Linked DNA regions of Sus scrofa: regions 2 and 3 are each linked to region 1. Evidence: chromatin contacts called from public Hi-C data. All regions are on one chromosome and are shown on one strand. Each heading gives the region's core, a stretch centred on a gene start, on an enhancer-like site or on the middle of the called end of the contact. The rest is flanking DNA. Distances are from core to core; before and after follow the strand shown. Region 1 holds the start of SHB (SH2 domain-containing adapter protein B). Region 2 holds the start of POLR1E (DNA-directed RNA polymerase I subunit RPA49). Region 3 holds the start of ZBTB5 (zinc finger and BTB domain-containing protein 5).

Evidence for each region. A called contact is a pair of places that touch in the nucleus more often than the background predicts.
Region 2: a contact with region 1 is called in a Hi-C map of embryonic fibroblasts, with 2.2 times the contacts expected there. The contact joins the promoter of POLR1E here to the promoter of SHB in region 1. A contact is called at or near these places in 1 of 5 promoter capture datasets (liver) and 7 of 47 Hi-C or Micro-C datasets (alveolar macrophages, embryonic fibroblasts, heart right ventricle and 4 more).
Region 3: a contact with region 1 is called in a Hi-C map of liver, with 3 times the contacts expected there. The contact joins the promoter of ZBTB5 here to the promoter of SHB in region 1. A contact is called at or near these places in 4 of 47 Hi-C or Micro-C datasets (alveolar macrophages, heart right ventricle, liver and 1 more) and 2 of 2 datasets of contacts at active chromatin or transcription factors (alveolar macrophages and skeletal muscle).

What each region holds. Positions count from the first base shown.
Region 1 is chr1:238,823,508-238,828,083 of Sscrofa11.1, reverse strand. SHB (SH2 domain-containing adapter protein B) reads left to right here and starts at 1,660. Exons shown (of 6, transcript XM_021066254.1): 1 at 1,660-2,994. The coding sequence starts at 2,284.
Region 2 is chr1:238,194,984-238,199,771 of Sscrofa11.1, reverse strand. It overlaps POLR1E (DNA-directed RNA polymerase I subunit RPA49), which reads right to left and starts at 2,113. Exons shown (of 12, transcript XM_021066147.1): 1 at 1,949-2,113; 2 at 983-1,086. The coding sequence starts at 2,024.
Region 3 is chr1:238,175,424-238,179,880 of Sscrofa11.1, reverse strand. It overlaps ZBTB5 (zinc finger and BTB domain-containing protein 5), which reads left to right and starts at 2,404. Exons shown (of 2, transcript XM_021066137.1): 1 at 2,404-2,647.

The sequences.
Region 1 (4,576 bases), core at 411-2,910:
TTTCCTGTGAACTTCTAAATAAGTAGATCTCAGGCAATGAAGAGGCTGAGTAGTTGGTAATGGTGTCTGTGACTGTCTGGGTCACATAGTGGGTTTGTAAAATTTAACTGGCTCATGGAAGATGACAGTCCTGTCTAACCAGAGGGAAACAGCAAATAGCTTGATCCCGAAGGGACAATTTGCAGTCAATACCATTGCATCACTGTGTGTCGCTGAGTGGACAGAGCACAAGCTTTGGAGTAAGACCCAAATTGGAGTTCCGGTTCTGGCACTACCCCCTCTGTGGCCTCAGGCAGAGGAAGAGTCAACAACTTTCCGGTCCTCCTTGTCCAGGAGCCTCAGACTGAGAGTTTGACCTCCACCTCCAGTCCTGACCAAAAGAGCCAGTGGCCTTGCTCCCTGGTTTTTCAGGTGCCAATTTTCCTATAGGATATAGGAAAAAGTAGATTCTCCCAAAGCCCATCTGTAATGTACATGTTGCAAGTGGAGATAATTAATGATTTGGACAACCATCCTAATAAATCAGCATTTTTAGAGAATTTCTCAGATCTCAGTTCTTACCCATCAGGGTATGTCATATTCTGGGGCTTGACCAGCCAAATTCAAAGGAGCTCTAGTGCATTTACTTCCTTTCCAGGCAGTTCTTCAGTCTCTGGAGAGCGTATCTGCCTCCCAGGGAAAGCTTCACTGAGCATGATATGCCCCTGACTCGACCATGATATGCCCCTGACTCGACCTCAGTTTCCTCATTTTAATAATCAAAGAACGATGGGAAATGACACAATTTCGGCACCATCAGACTACTTAGCTGGCATTCAGGCCCACCTGGGTGACCTTGCTCTGAGCCTCAGTATCTCCATCATGTAAAGTGAGAGCCCTGGATTAAACGGAGCCTTGCCAGCTCCTACAACTTTAGGCATTAAATGTTCCAACAGTTCATTCTGCCAAGCTGGCTGTGAGCTGGGTTAAAGCCATGGCTTCCTCAGAAGTGAAAAGGTAAGCAAACATTTCGACCTCTCAGGTTGGCTCTCCCATTGGTGCGGAGCCGGGCCCCTGCCACCTATCCTGGCTGCATCCTTCATCTGGATTGCTAAAACACTTATTAGCATAAAGATTTTTTCCGATGATCTGGCACAGGGGGAGGAACGGGAGTCTTCGTGTCTTTAAGCAGGGGATAGGCACCCTGTTCCTAAGGGGCCTTGGCACCGCATTTCCTCCAAGTGGATCAAGCTGTTAACTAAAAATGTCCCATGTCCCCAACAGTGGGGATCCCTGCGTAGCATGGCGCGTGGATCTCAAGGGAGGGTTTGGCTTCTGCGCACAGCAGGCTCAGGCTGGCAACCTCTCGCCCTAGGCGGCGGCGGGCCGCGAGTGAGGCGGGGTTGGCTGCGCCGCAGGACCCCGGCGCCCTCAGGCGCGACCCGGGGACTGGCGCCGAGGCGGCCGCGGGAGGTGGCGCTTGCTGAAAGGGAGAGAAGTACTCCAGCCGAGGACCTGGGCGCTAGCGGGGTAGGGCCAGGGCCGAGGTCTGGCAGCAGGGCTGGTGGGGGTGGGCGGGGCGGGGCCTGCGGGGGCGGGCTGGGGGCGGGGCGCGCACAAGCCCGGGGAGGGCGGGGCCGCGGCGCGGGGCGGGCTCTGGCGGACAGAGTGTCACACACGCGGCGGTTCGGGAGGCGGCGACAGCGGCAGCGGCAGGCGCCGCCGGGACGGGCACGGGCGCGCGGGCTCGGGCGGGCGCCGGCTGCCTCCCTCCCTCCCTCCCTCCGTCGCTCGCTCGCTCTCCCGCCTGCTTGCTTGCCGGCCGGGGGCCGGGCTCACCCCACCACTCTTGGGAAGGAAGAAAGGGGCGGGGGGACCGAGGAAGCCGACAAGTTCCCGCAGCAGCGGCGGATCCCGGCCAAGGCGGAGCCTGCGGCTCCGACGGGACAGGAGCGCGCTCCGCGGCGGAGCGCACTGCCAGAGCGTCCGAGGAGGGGGGCGTCTGGGCCTTTCGCTCTCCTTGGGGCCGGGGCCGGGATCCCATGAGACGCGCCCGCGAGGGGCGAGAGATCCGAAGCCCAGGAGGCGCGCGGCGGAGGCGGAGGGCGGTGCTGCAGCTGCCGGAGCCCGGGAGCGGCCGGCAGGAGGCGGCGGAGAGAACTTGAACTTGGCGTCGGGAGCAGGCGCCCCGGACGCCCCTCGCCGGGGCCGGGGCGCCGTGGGACCTGGGAGGCAGCGCTGCCCCCCGAATGGCCGCGGCGGCGGACCGGGCTCCCGCGCCGCGGCCCTAGGCGGCCTCTCGCCATGGCCAAGTGGCTGAACAAGTACTTCAGCTTGGGCAACAGCAAGACCAAGAGCCCCCCACAGCCGCCGCGGCCAGACTACCGCGAGCAGCGGCGCCGGGGCGAACGGCCCTCGCAGCCCCCCCAGGCCGTGCCGCAGGCCCCCGCGGCCGCCTCGGCGTCCTGCGGTACGGCCGCCGCCTCCTGCTTCTCGGCCTCGTCCGGGTCTCTGCCCGACGACAGCGGCAGCACGAGCGATCTCATCCGTGCCTACCGCGCACAGAAGGAGCGCGACTTTGAGGACCCCTACAACGGGCCCGGCTCGTCGCTGCGCAAACTGCGAGCCATGTGCCGCCTGGACTACTGCGGCGGCGGGGAGCCGGGCGGGGGCCAGCGCGCCTTCTCGGCCTCGTCCGCGTCGGGCGCCTCGGGCTGCTGCTGTGCCTCCTCCGGCGCGGGCGCCGCCGCGTCCTCGTCCTCGTCCTCTGGCTCCCCGCACCTCTACCGCAGCAGCAGCGAACGGCGGCCCGCCACGCCGGCCGAGGTGCGCTACATCTCCCCCAAGCACCGGCTCATTAAGGTGGAGAGCGCCGCGGGCGGTGCCGGAGACCCCCCGGGGGGTGCCTGCTCCGGCGGCCGCACTTGGAGCCCGACGGCCTGCGGAGGCAAGAAACTGCTCAACAAGTGTGGCGCCTCGGCGACGGAGGAGAGCAGTGCCGGCAAGAAGGACAAGGTAAGGCGCCCCTCGGCCTCACCCGAGCTTCCAGAGCCACTGTGCGCACGGGGAAACTGAGGCACCGCTCTAGTTTCCAGTGCTTACATATGTTTCAGGCTAGGACCCTGGGGTCAGGGTTCCCACGCTGCTTCCCAGTTTTACATCCTTGCACGCGCTTTGCCCCCAGTCGTCGGCCTCCTGACACAGTCTCTTTTGCTGCTGCTCCCAAAACGTCCTCTCTCTCAGCCCACAGCCAGGTAACCACTTCGAAAGTAATCTGACGAGAGCGCCCTGCCCAACCTTGACCAAGAGACACCCATCCAGCTCCTTAGCAACCCCCGCCCCCGAAAAAAGTCAGAGAGAGCTGTCACGGACTTGAAAGAGCGTTTACTCTTGACCACCCTCTCTCTCCCCGCCTCCCCCCGATTCTGTAGATGGGAAACTGAGGTCCAGAGCCAGCAAGGAACTCGCCAGATATCCGGCTGTCTCTAAACGGATATATGTAAATCCCTCTAAATGCCCCGCCCTGCCCCACCCCCCCGCGCCAGGTTTCCCAATGGGGCGGCCTTTTGTACTGGAGCTGCACCGGGATGCCCCACGCGTGCTTTTCCGGCCTGAAATGCTCTGGCCTGCAAGAGCGCTCCACTTTGACCTGCCAGTTCTCCAGCCCCAGCACGGCAGGGGTCCGCCTACTGGGCCAGCAGGAAGGAGACCCACCCTTGCAATCCTCACCTTCCTTCCTGAATTTACCCCCACCCCATTACTGCCCCAGGGATGAAGGGGACGATTTTGTGCATCCCCCCACCCCAAGATCAGATCATCTTGATCTCCCACGTTTGAAGCAGGCTAGTTAATTACAGCCAGACTGGGCCCTCTCCTTCCCTTAACACTCCTGTGACCTCCTCCCGTCCCCCATACAATAATACTTGTTCTGTCTACTTCTTGTGGAAGGCAGTGTTTTGATTCCGTCCGAGGCTCCGCGCCCTGCGATGGCTATCAGGCTGCTGTCCCTCTTGTTCTCCCCCTCCTCCCTACCTTCTTCAGAAGGTAAACTTTTGCCCAGGTGTGTGGGCTGGGGGAAACTGATAAAGTCTGAGTTTCTTTTAGGACTGGATGTCCACACACAGGAGGAAGACAGCCTCCTACCTGCCAGCTTGTTTTCCAGGAGGAGGGAGGGAGGAGTCGCCCCTCTTAATTTTTCTGCCTGACTTCCTCTCCCCAAGGTCCGGGTCCTCAGGGTACCCCTTACCTGCTGTTTCTCCCAAAGGCAGTGCGGGCAGTTTATGGATTCCACCTCCTCCTGTGGCCAGTTTGGGCACACATCTTGGAAGTGTGGACTCTGGGCTTCGTAAGCACCCAGGATGCCACACCTAAATGACAAGGAGCTGGGAACCAGGTGGTCACCCAGGTGCTGTCTTGGAAGCAGAGGAGATTTCTCTGCGAGCCCCCAGGAGCATGGATTTGCGGGTGATCTGTAAGGGAAACAGCAGAGAGTTGCCCTGCCGCCTTAGGTATGGCCCAGGCTTGACTTGGTGCCGGCCTGGGAGAACCTGAAGTTCCTGGGGATGGAAGGTGTGGGAGCCCAGCCTAGCTCTCCACA
Region 2 (4,788 bases), core at 864-3,363, 630 kb after region 1:
CTGGGGAAAAAGCAAAAGGATTTTTGAAAGGGAAGCCCCAGGTATTGCTGGCTTCCAGCTAGGCCAGAAAGTTCTTGGTGGAGCTTGGGAGAGTAGCTGAGCACGTAGAGGCATGCAACAAAATGATCCTGCAGGCAACCCCAAAGTCTAACCCCTTCTTGAACCTCTTTGCCACCTCTTCCATGACTGTTCCTTACATGCTCCCAGGACCATGGAAATGGCTAATATACTCCTCAATCATAGCCAAGTTTTCCTGCTTCCCCATGTTTGTCCTTGGTGTCCTCTTCACTTGGAATATTAGCCTCAGCTGTCAAACCTTCCTCCATCCTTCAGGGCTCCAATGCATCCTGCCACAAGAAGGCATTCTGGCAAGCAGAGCGCACTTTGCCCTGCTCTGTACCCTCCCTCCCTGGAATCCTGAACTTTGTCTCCTTATGTGTAAGTGTCCCCTACATCCAGTTCTCACTTCTCTAGATCAGTGGTTCTCAACCCAGGGAAATACCCCTATGGGGACATCTGGGAATGTCTGACATGCTATTGTCACAACGAGGAGGTGCTAGGTATATTTGGGTAGAGACCAGGGAAGCTGCTAAACACCAGGGATGTGCAGAACAGTCCCCACAACAAAGAATTATCTGGGTCAGAAGGTCAGTCGTGCTGAGATTGAGAAATGCTGCTCTAGATTATGAGCTCCCTCCGGGTGGGGCCATGTCTGACTTAGTTGTCTCCCTAGCTGCTTACGGCCCAGAGCCACAGTGGGGGTTCAATAGATGGTTGCTGAATGAACAAATGAATAAAGGGCTATCATTTCACCATAAGTGTGAAACTGAATGGAGCCTGCTCCCACACACCAGCCTGCTGGGGCTCAAAGTTCTTTAAGGCTAATCTGCTATCCCCTGCTTTTCTCCTCTCACTCCCTTCCACACCCAAGGGGCCTCCTGAAGCCTGCAGAGTGGAGAAAACAAGCTACTGCAGCACTTACCAGGATCCGCTGACTCCTCTTCCTGGGGTTTGTGGAATCATTGCTCTTGTACAAGGTGAAGCGCATGTTGCCTGGATTCTGCAGCTTCCCATTGGAGAACTGGACTGTAAGATTGTAGCCCAGGAATGACATGAGAGCAGAAGGACCAAGAGAGTATGATGCAGAGGAAACAGACAGTCAATGAGAGGGAGTGACTGAAGGAATGGGGATGGCAAAGAGGCCCAGGTCCTGGCCCAAAGGAGGTTTTTTTTTGTTTTTTGTTTGTTTTTTGTCTTTTCTGGGGCCAAATTCGCGGCATATGGAGGTTTCCAGGCTAGGGGTCTAATCAGAGCAGTAGCCACCGGCCTACGCCAGAACCACAGCAATGCGGGATCCGACCACCACCACAGCTCACGTCAACGCCGGATCCTTAACCCAATGAGCAAGGCCAGGAATCAAACCCGCAACCTCATGGTTCCTAGTCGGATTCGTTAACCACTGAGCCATGATGGGAACTCCCCAAAGGAGGGCTTAAGGAGATCCGGATCCAGGTGGGAAGAGGATGGGGAGGGGATGGGAAGGTAAGGGGAGGCCTGAGGAGAGAGGGGCTTCGACGGGAGGGAATAACTAGGGGAAATGGGACTAACTGACGAGGCCTGGACCAGACCTAAAAAGATAAAGAAAAATTCTGCCCAATGGAGGAAAGTAAATGGAGCAGGTTTGAGACTTGATGGGTGAGGAGATGACCGGGTCTAGAGTACTGGGAAGGGGTAACTGGTAAGGCCTCATTCAGCGGGAAGGTGGTGACAGAAACGCGGTGAGATGACAGAGGAACCCTGGCCGAGCCCTAAGTAGCAGTAGAGCCTGGAAGGGATCTGGCCCAGCTGAGAAGGGGGACGGACCAGTAAGGGAAGACGAGGGCTGTAGATACCGAGACAGAAAGGGAGGAAGTTACAGGGAGCTCTGCTCCGGCTCCGCAGTCCTTACCCAGTAAAGCTCTCTGGCTCTCTTCGGGGTCTCCACAGTACAGCCACCTTGCACTCGGCAACACCTCCGCCGCCATCTCGCCCTTCTACCGCCAAGCACAGGAGTTAAGACAACTGCGTCCGCTAGGTACACGCGGGTGGAAAAAAAAAAAAAAAAAAGGCAGGGCGGAAGAGGCGTGGCCTCTCCGGGCACCGCCCTGCGCACGCAGAGATGCGTGGCTCCGCCCCCATCAGGCCCGGCCCCTAAGCGCTGTCTCGCTGAGCTCTGAGGCGGGCCATCCCCTCTCACTCTTCGCCCGCCCCTCCGCGTGGAGAGGCGGGGTCTCTGCGCTCCCTATGCCCCGCTCCTTCCTCCGCAGCAAGGCGCAACACGTGATTGGCCCAGCACTCGGCCTGCTCTTTACAGGTCGTGTGCCGCTAGGGAGCACACTACCTTCAGGTCTTGCTTTAGCGCATAGACGGGTTTCTTCGCGGCTGAGTCTAGGTAGGGTATGGTCTATCTCTACCACCGAGGCAAATAAGTCTTACTGACGCCTGAAAGTCCAAGTTCAAATTTAGAATTTTTCGATAGGCAATCCTTGCACGCTAACTAAATGTGGCGACTGGCGGAGACCGGCCGCTTTCCAGGACCTCCATCCACACACCTGGATATCAATCCTTAAGCCCAAACGTGATCCACAATCCTGTAAACAGTAACATGACCTCATCTTCTCGGACCTTGGCACAGTACCACCTGTGGTTCAATCAACTCTGAGAGTATGGACCAGTGGGAGAGGCCCAGCAGACTCAAAGCTTCTGGGGTGGACAAGAAGGGGGAACCAGAAGGCATGGTCCTTTGTCCCCGCGGATTCAACCCTCCCTACCGCATGGGGAGTTATTAGGCAAAAAGGAGGATTAAAGCAGATCTTTCAGCATGGGCCCAGGCTAGGACCCGTTTTTCTCAGTCAAAGGAGGGTACTGTTGAAGGGAAAGAACCAGGTTGACTCATCTGTGTTTTCCAAATTGCCTTCTTTTGAGACTTCCCCTCCCCCTGCACGTACTTCCAAGATGATCTAAAAAACATTAACACCTGGGAGTTCCCTTCGTGGCGCAGTGGTTAACGAATCCGACTAGGAACCATGAGGTTGCGGGTTCCGTCCCTGCCCTTGCTCAGTGGGTTAAGGATCCGGCGTTGCCGTGAGCTGTGATGTAGGTTGCAGACGCGGCTCGGATCCCGCGTTGCTGTGGCTCTGGCGTAGGCCGGTGGCTACAACTCCGATTAGACCCCTAGCCTGGGAACCTTCATATGCCACTGGAGCGGCCCAAGAAACGGCAAAAAGACAAAAAAAAAAAAAAAAAAAAGATAACACCTGAGCTCTCCTTTTTCTGAGCAAGTCTTTTCTAATTACCAAATCTCAACTTACAGAAAAATTGCAAGTACAGTGCAAAGAAATTTTCTGGCCCTGAACTTTTTAGAGTAAGTTATCAACCTGATGCCCCATCACACCTGAAGACCATGTATAGTATTTCCTACAGACAAAAACGATCCCTAAATGGCTACACTACAGCCATAAAAATCAGGAAATTAACATTGCTACATTACTACCATATACTCATCATTTCCCACTTCAGTTCATCAGCTCTTCTGGTAATGTCTTTATAACAGAAGATCTTGTCCAGAATCACATATTGCATTTAGCTGGCATAGCTCTGTAGTCTCCTTCCACCAAAAACAGTTTCTTACTCTGACTTTGAATTTTAAAGTTCACAGGCCAGTTATTTTGAATGTCCTTCAATCTGTTTGTCTAATGTTTCTCTAATGTTTCCAAGTGATTAGCTTCAGGTTATGCATCTTTGGCAGAAATTTTACAAATATGATACTGTTCTTCTCATTGTGTTATGTCAGGTGATGTACAATTCGATTTGTCCCATCACAGGTTACAGTAACTTTGATCACTTAACTAATGTGGAATCAGCCATGTTTCTCCACAGTAAAGTTATTCTTTTCCCTTTGTAATTAATAAGTATATTGTGGGCAATTTTTTTTTACTATAGACTAAGTAAATATCCTGTTCACCTTTCAATTATTCATTTATTTACTTACAAATATCAGTATGGATTTGTGGATTCTTATTTTATTCAGTAGATTGGAATCTGCTACTGTCATTTAGTTTCATGGCCAAATTTTCCCAGATTGGGCCAGTGGGAACCCCATAAGCTGGTTAGTGTCCTTTTAACATGTTCACATTATTTTTTTTGAACATGTCCTTGCTCTCTGGCCACGGTTTCAATTCATCTTGTACTTTCCCTGCCCCAGCCCAAAATCACTCATTTCTCCAAGGAGTTCTGGTTTCTTCTGGTCAGAAATGATACTTAGAAACCAGGATCTATGTCTGCTTTTGGGACGTCACTCCTCCCAGGCCTGAATTAGTGAATATATGTATCTAAACACAATTTTACAACTAAAAGTGCTTTTTTTCTTTTTTGGGCCTCACCTGTAGCATATGGAATTTCCTGGGCCAGAGCTTGAAACTGAGCTGCATCTGTGACTTATCCCATAGCTGCAGCAATGCCAGATCCTTAGCCACTGAGCTGGGTCGGGGATAGAACTGTCAATGCCACAGAGACAAGCTGGATCATCAATCTACTGTACCACAGCGGGAACTCCCAATTTATTTCTAAATCTATGTATATATTAGAGACCATAAGTCAACAGTGACCTCTAATTCCCATCCAGCATGGGAAGGTTTCATTCTGCTTTCTTCCCTCCCATATTTGTAACTTCCTTCTTTGACAGTGAGAAACTTGGTTCCAGTTAGCCTTCATCTTTTTACTTATTCGATCAGTAGCCCTGTAAGTACC
Region 3 (4,457 bases), core at 1,155-3,654, 650 kb after region 1:
AAGATCAAAAGTTAGGGGTCCAATCAGAGCGGAGCCGCAGCAGATGGCCTACACCACAGCCACAGCCATGTCAGATCTGAGCCACATCTGTGACCTACACCACAGCTCTCAGCAATGCTGGATCCTTAACACACTGAGCGAGGCCAGGGATTGAACTCGCCTCATGGATACTAGTTGGGTTCATTTCCGCTGAGCCACAATGGGAACTCCCTCCTGGCTATTCTTGCAGTGGCGTAGGTCGCCATCTACAGCTCCAATTTGACCCCTAGCCTGGGAACCTCAGTATGCCGCGGGTGTGGCCCTAAAAAAAATTAACACAGAAGTACATAAAGACTTAAAATTAAGAAGGACCTCTTAAAATATTTCCTTATCACACCTTCCCAACTTCCCCTCACTGAGGTAAATCTTGAACAGCTTGATAGTATCCTTTCAAACTTAGCCATACATTTACAAGCTATAATGTGTATGTCCACACACAGGTTTTCACTGGTTTTGTTTTGTACACATATGGGATCATTAGGGATAAAGAGTCACACTACATATACGGTGTATGTCAATGTATTGCAATCCTCTATAGATGCACATTCGCATTGTTTCTTTTTTTTCTTCCACTAACAAAGCTGTGATCAACATTCCCCTATATATTTTACCACATTTGTTTATTTAAGTAGAATTTCCAGAAATGAATTGCCAGCTAGAAGGGAATGAAATTTTGTTTTGTTTTGTCACTGCCAGAGGCAGGGTGGAACCCCAACTACAGCAGTGACTAAGCTGGATCCTTAACCTGCTGAGCCACCAGGAAACTCCATGAATGCCTAATTTAAAATTTGAAGATACTAAGTGATCTTCAGAGGGCAGCAATGACACTCCTAAACTACAATATAGGATGGGACTTTTTCAAACACGTTCCTAAGTGCTGAACATACAAATCTTTTTAATTTTTGCCAGTCTGTAAATCTGAGATAACATTTTAGCTCACATATGTTTCTAAGGGTCACATAGGTGAAGAGACTTCTCACATTACCTGGCTTACTGTCAGCATTCCGTTTTTTTTCTCAATCACCCAGTCTGGCAATAAAATACGTGTAAGGGCTACAAAATGTCAGGGAATCTTAATGAACAATAATTTACCATCAGACCTCATTGAAGCCTTAAAGAAAAAAACCTCGAGGGCAACATTTCCAACCTGTACAGTGAAGGGACAGATCAGCTGCAAAGATAACTTGAGTGTCACATTCTGAAGTGGGGTGTTCCCTTTTAAAAATAGTCTGTCTTCCCTCCACCCCCGCCCCGCCGCCCCAAGAATCAAGCTGCGTTCCCAGCCTGCCTTAAACTCTGGAGTCGCGCCATGCCCCTTACACTTCCCGTCGGGGAAGGCCCCTCCCAGGCTTCCTTGCCTCCTCTTCACCCAGGGAAAGAGAGCTTCTTTCTGCCCCAGGGCCCGGTGCCCTCGGAAGCCCTCCAGCCAGTGTCCCTCAGAGCTTGGCCTCTCCATCCGAGCGTGCACCTGGAGGTCTGGAAGCCACCCGGAGCTTACTCTTTTCTGAGAGCGTCACTTCGAAGTCCGCCACCCTTCCACATTCCCAATGCTGTTCTTTAGAGGTTTGGTTCTGGAGACTGCAGGCTTATTTGACCTGCGGCAGGTAATGCAGAGCAAAGTGCCAGTGGGGAGCCGGGAGGCACCAGCGCTTCGAGACGCTGGCACCTAGATTGGACGTAGGGCTGCGTCGGACCCAACTTCTGTGAGATGAACAGAATTTTTGGTTCAACATCTTTAGCTTGGATTTTGTCTTAATTCAACCTATATAGCTTCCTGAAATTATATTTTATTCCTTCCAAAGTCTACGAGATGGGAACTCAACCTCGGACACCGTGCGTGAGTGGGTCCCACGAAGGAAATTCGCATCCCATAGGGAGCCGGTGGTCACCGAAGTGCCGGGCGCCGAGAAGGTAGGGAAATCCTTCAAGTCCAGCCAGTGGTGGGACACACACTACCTCGCGGGCTCGCCTTACCCCTGGCTCAGACCAAAGGCAGTCGTGGTTGTGATTGGTGGAATTAGGAAAACCAGCTGGTCTCACCCACAATGGGCCTGGATTGGCCTCCACACTCAGTCGCTTTTCTACAGTCTAAATCTAGAACCGCTTAGTGATAAATCCCGCCTTCAAAGGCGTTTGATAACAGTTTTATGTGTTGTAAGGCAAACGGTGATTGGTCACAGAGCTCACGGATTCTGTCGGTAGTAAACACAGCGAGGCTCCTGGGACCGCGGATTGGTCAGTGTTCCGGGGGCCGAGTAAATTCCTCCAGATACCGCGCGCCGGCTGGCTGCACTTCTGTCCCGGCCCCGCCCTCTCCCCTTCTGATTGGTTGCACCCCTGCCGGAGGGGACGAGAAATGCCGCGGAGTAGGCGATCTCGCGTTGCGTCACTTCCGTTTACTGTGTGCAGCCGCCGCGGTGTTCTCAAGAGTGCCGCGGCGAAGGGGTTGAAGGAGCTGGGCAACAAGAGGCGGGGTGGACGGAAGAGGGAGGAAATCCCATCACCGAGGAGCCAGCCTGGACGTTCCGGTCTTCTGCCACACTGTCGGGTCGGATCGAAGAAGGGTCACCGCCTCCTCCAGCGAGAAGGGGGGCGGAGCCCGGCTCAGGTGAGGCGACTCTGTCAGCGGGAGCGGTGGTGGCGCGCGCTGGCGCGCTCACGTGGAGACAGTTGAGCTCTGGGGGAGCTGGGTGGGCGGCGCGATCAGGGTCTTGTCTAGGTGTCTGGGCGCGCGCCGAAGCGTACCGGTGCCCCCCCGCGTCTGCCCTGCCTGTCTTTCCTGAGGGTTATTGTTACCCTCAGAGCGGAGGGGCCAAGGCGGGTGGGAGGCGTGTTCTGCGCAGGCGTCCCCCGCGTCCCGACGCCAGGCTGTCTGTCCGCCGAGTGGGGCGGGGGCTCTTGCCCCCTCTGATCTGCGGGCGGGCTACGTTGGTTCCTGGGATCGCGTGGGAAAGACCAGCACCCTGGCAGGGTGAATAGAGAATCTGCGGAATGGGGTCGGGTGGCTTCCTTGCCCCTGTCCTGGGTCTCATTGAGCGACGAGGTTTCGTTTCACCAGAGCAAGGCCAAGGCGAGCTGGAATCGGGAACCGGCGGCTGAACCAGGAGGGGCGGAGCCAGTGTTTTGGAATGCCGCAACTAAAAGGACTAAAGTGTTTATAGGCATTTATTGAAAACCCACTGCTTCCAGGCTTCGTGCTAGGAGGTGTAGGGGATGCAGTGGTAAGAACAGTCTGTCCCCCTCCTCCCTTGTTTGGAGGACATACAGGTTTATGCATGTTAGGCAGTGAACTAAGGGGAGTTGAAGGTTAGTTTTTTTCCTTCCAAAAAGGTCATTTGCTATTAAGTCAGTCTGTATTCTGGCCTTGTGGACGATACTGTGGAAGCTAATTTCTGAATAGGACACAAATCCTGAATATTTAACTTGGCAAAAAATTTTTACATAAAGGCGCAGTAAAAGCTTCATTGCTAAGTGGTATACTTGGGTTCTGGGGTTAATTTTAATTAGTGGAAGTAAGAAACCTTTCACCTTCAGGAATTGAAGCAAAAATATTTCCAAAATGTGTTTCTATGCTTCTCTGTTTTAGTAGGTAGAAGATATGACATACATTGGGATCTTTTCTTTAGAGGTTGAAGAGAATGCTGTGCCTTACTCATCAATGATGATTTGTTGTCGTTATATAGGCTGTTGTGCCTTAGATAATTTTGAAAAGGTGGGCTGAATGCCTCATTTTCTGGAGAAACTGAATTCAGTGAAGTGCTATGATTTGGGTTGTGAGGATGGTAAGCTAAAAGATTAGCGGTGAGGGAAGAGAATTTTAAAGAAAAGCCCCTAAACCAAGGAAAGGCCTCCCACTATTGCTTTAACCCCCTCTGGAAATCCCAGGAAACTTGGGAAGACTGGCTGTGCCACCACTGCCAGCTTGGTGACCTGCCAGTTAAGACTTAACAGGTCGAGGACCTGTTCTGGTCTCTTGCGTTCTGCTAAATAAACAAACCAGGATTTTTTTTTTTTTTTTTTTTTTAAAGAGTCCTGAAGTCAACTTGTTTTTGGATTTGCCTTTTCTCTCCTAAAAGTTGTGTCAGGACAAGGTATAGTTAGCTGGAAATAGTTGCAGACCATATTCTGGCTATTTGAGGTGTTTAGCAAAATTCTGGAAGTGGTAAGATTTGCAAGAAAAGAATCTTAGAGTGGGATGTTTTCCTAAACTTAGGGTTCAGTGCTCTCAAAAGAGACTGTCACAAGAAGTTGAAGTCATTTTTAAAAAGTCACTTGGATACAAAATGTATGTAAATGTTTAGTATTTAAAGTACTTAACATGGGAGTTCCCATTGTGGCTCAGCAGTTAAGGAACCCGACTAGTACCCAGGAGGATGTGGGTTTGATCTTTCTCCTCAATCAGTGGGTTAAGGATCTGG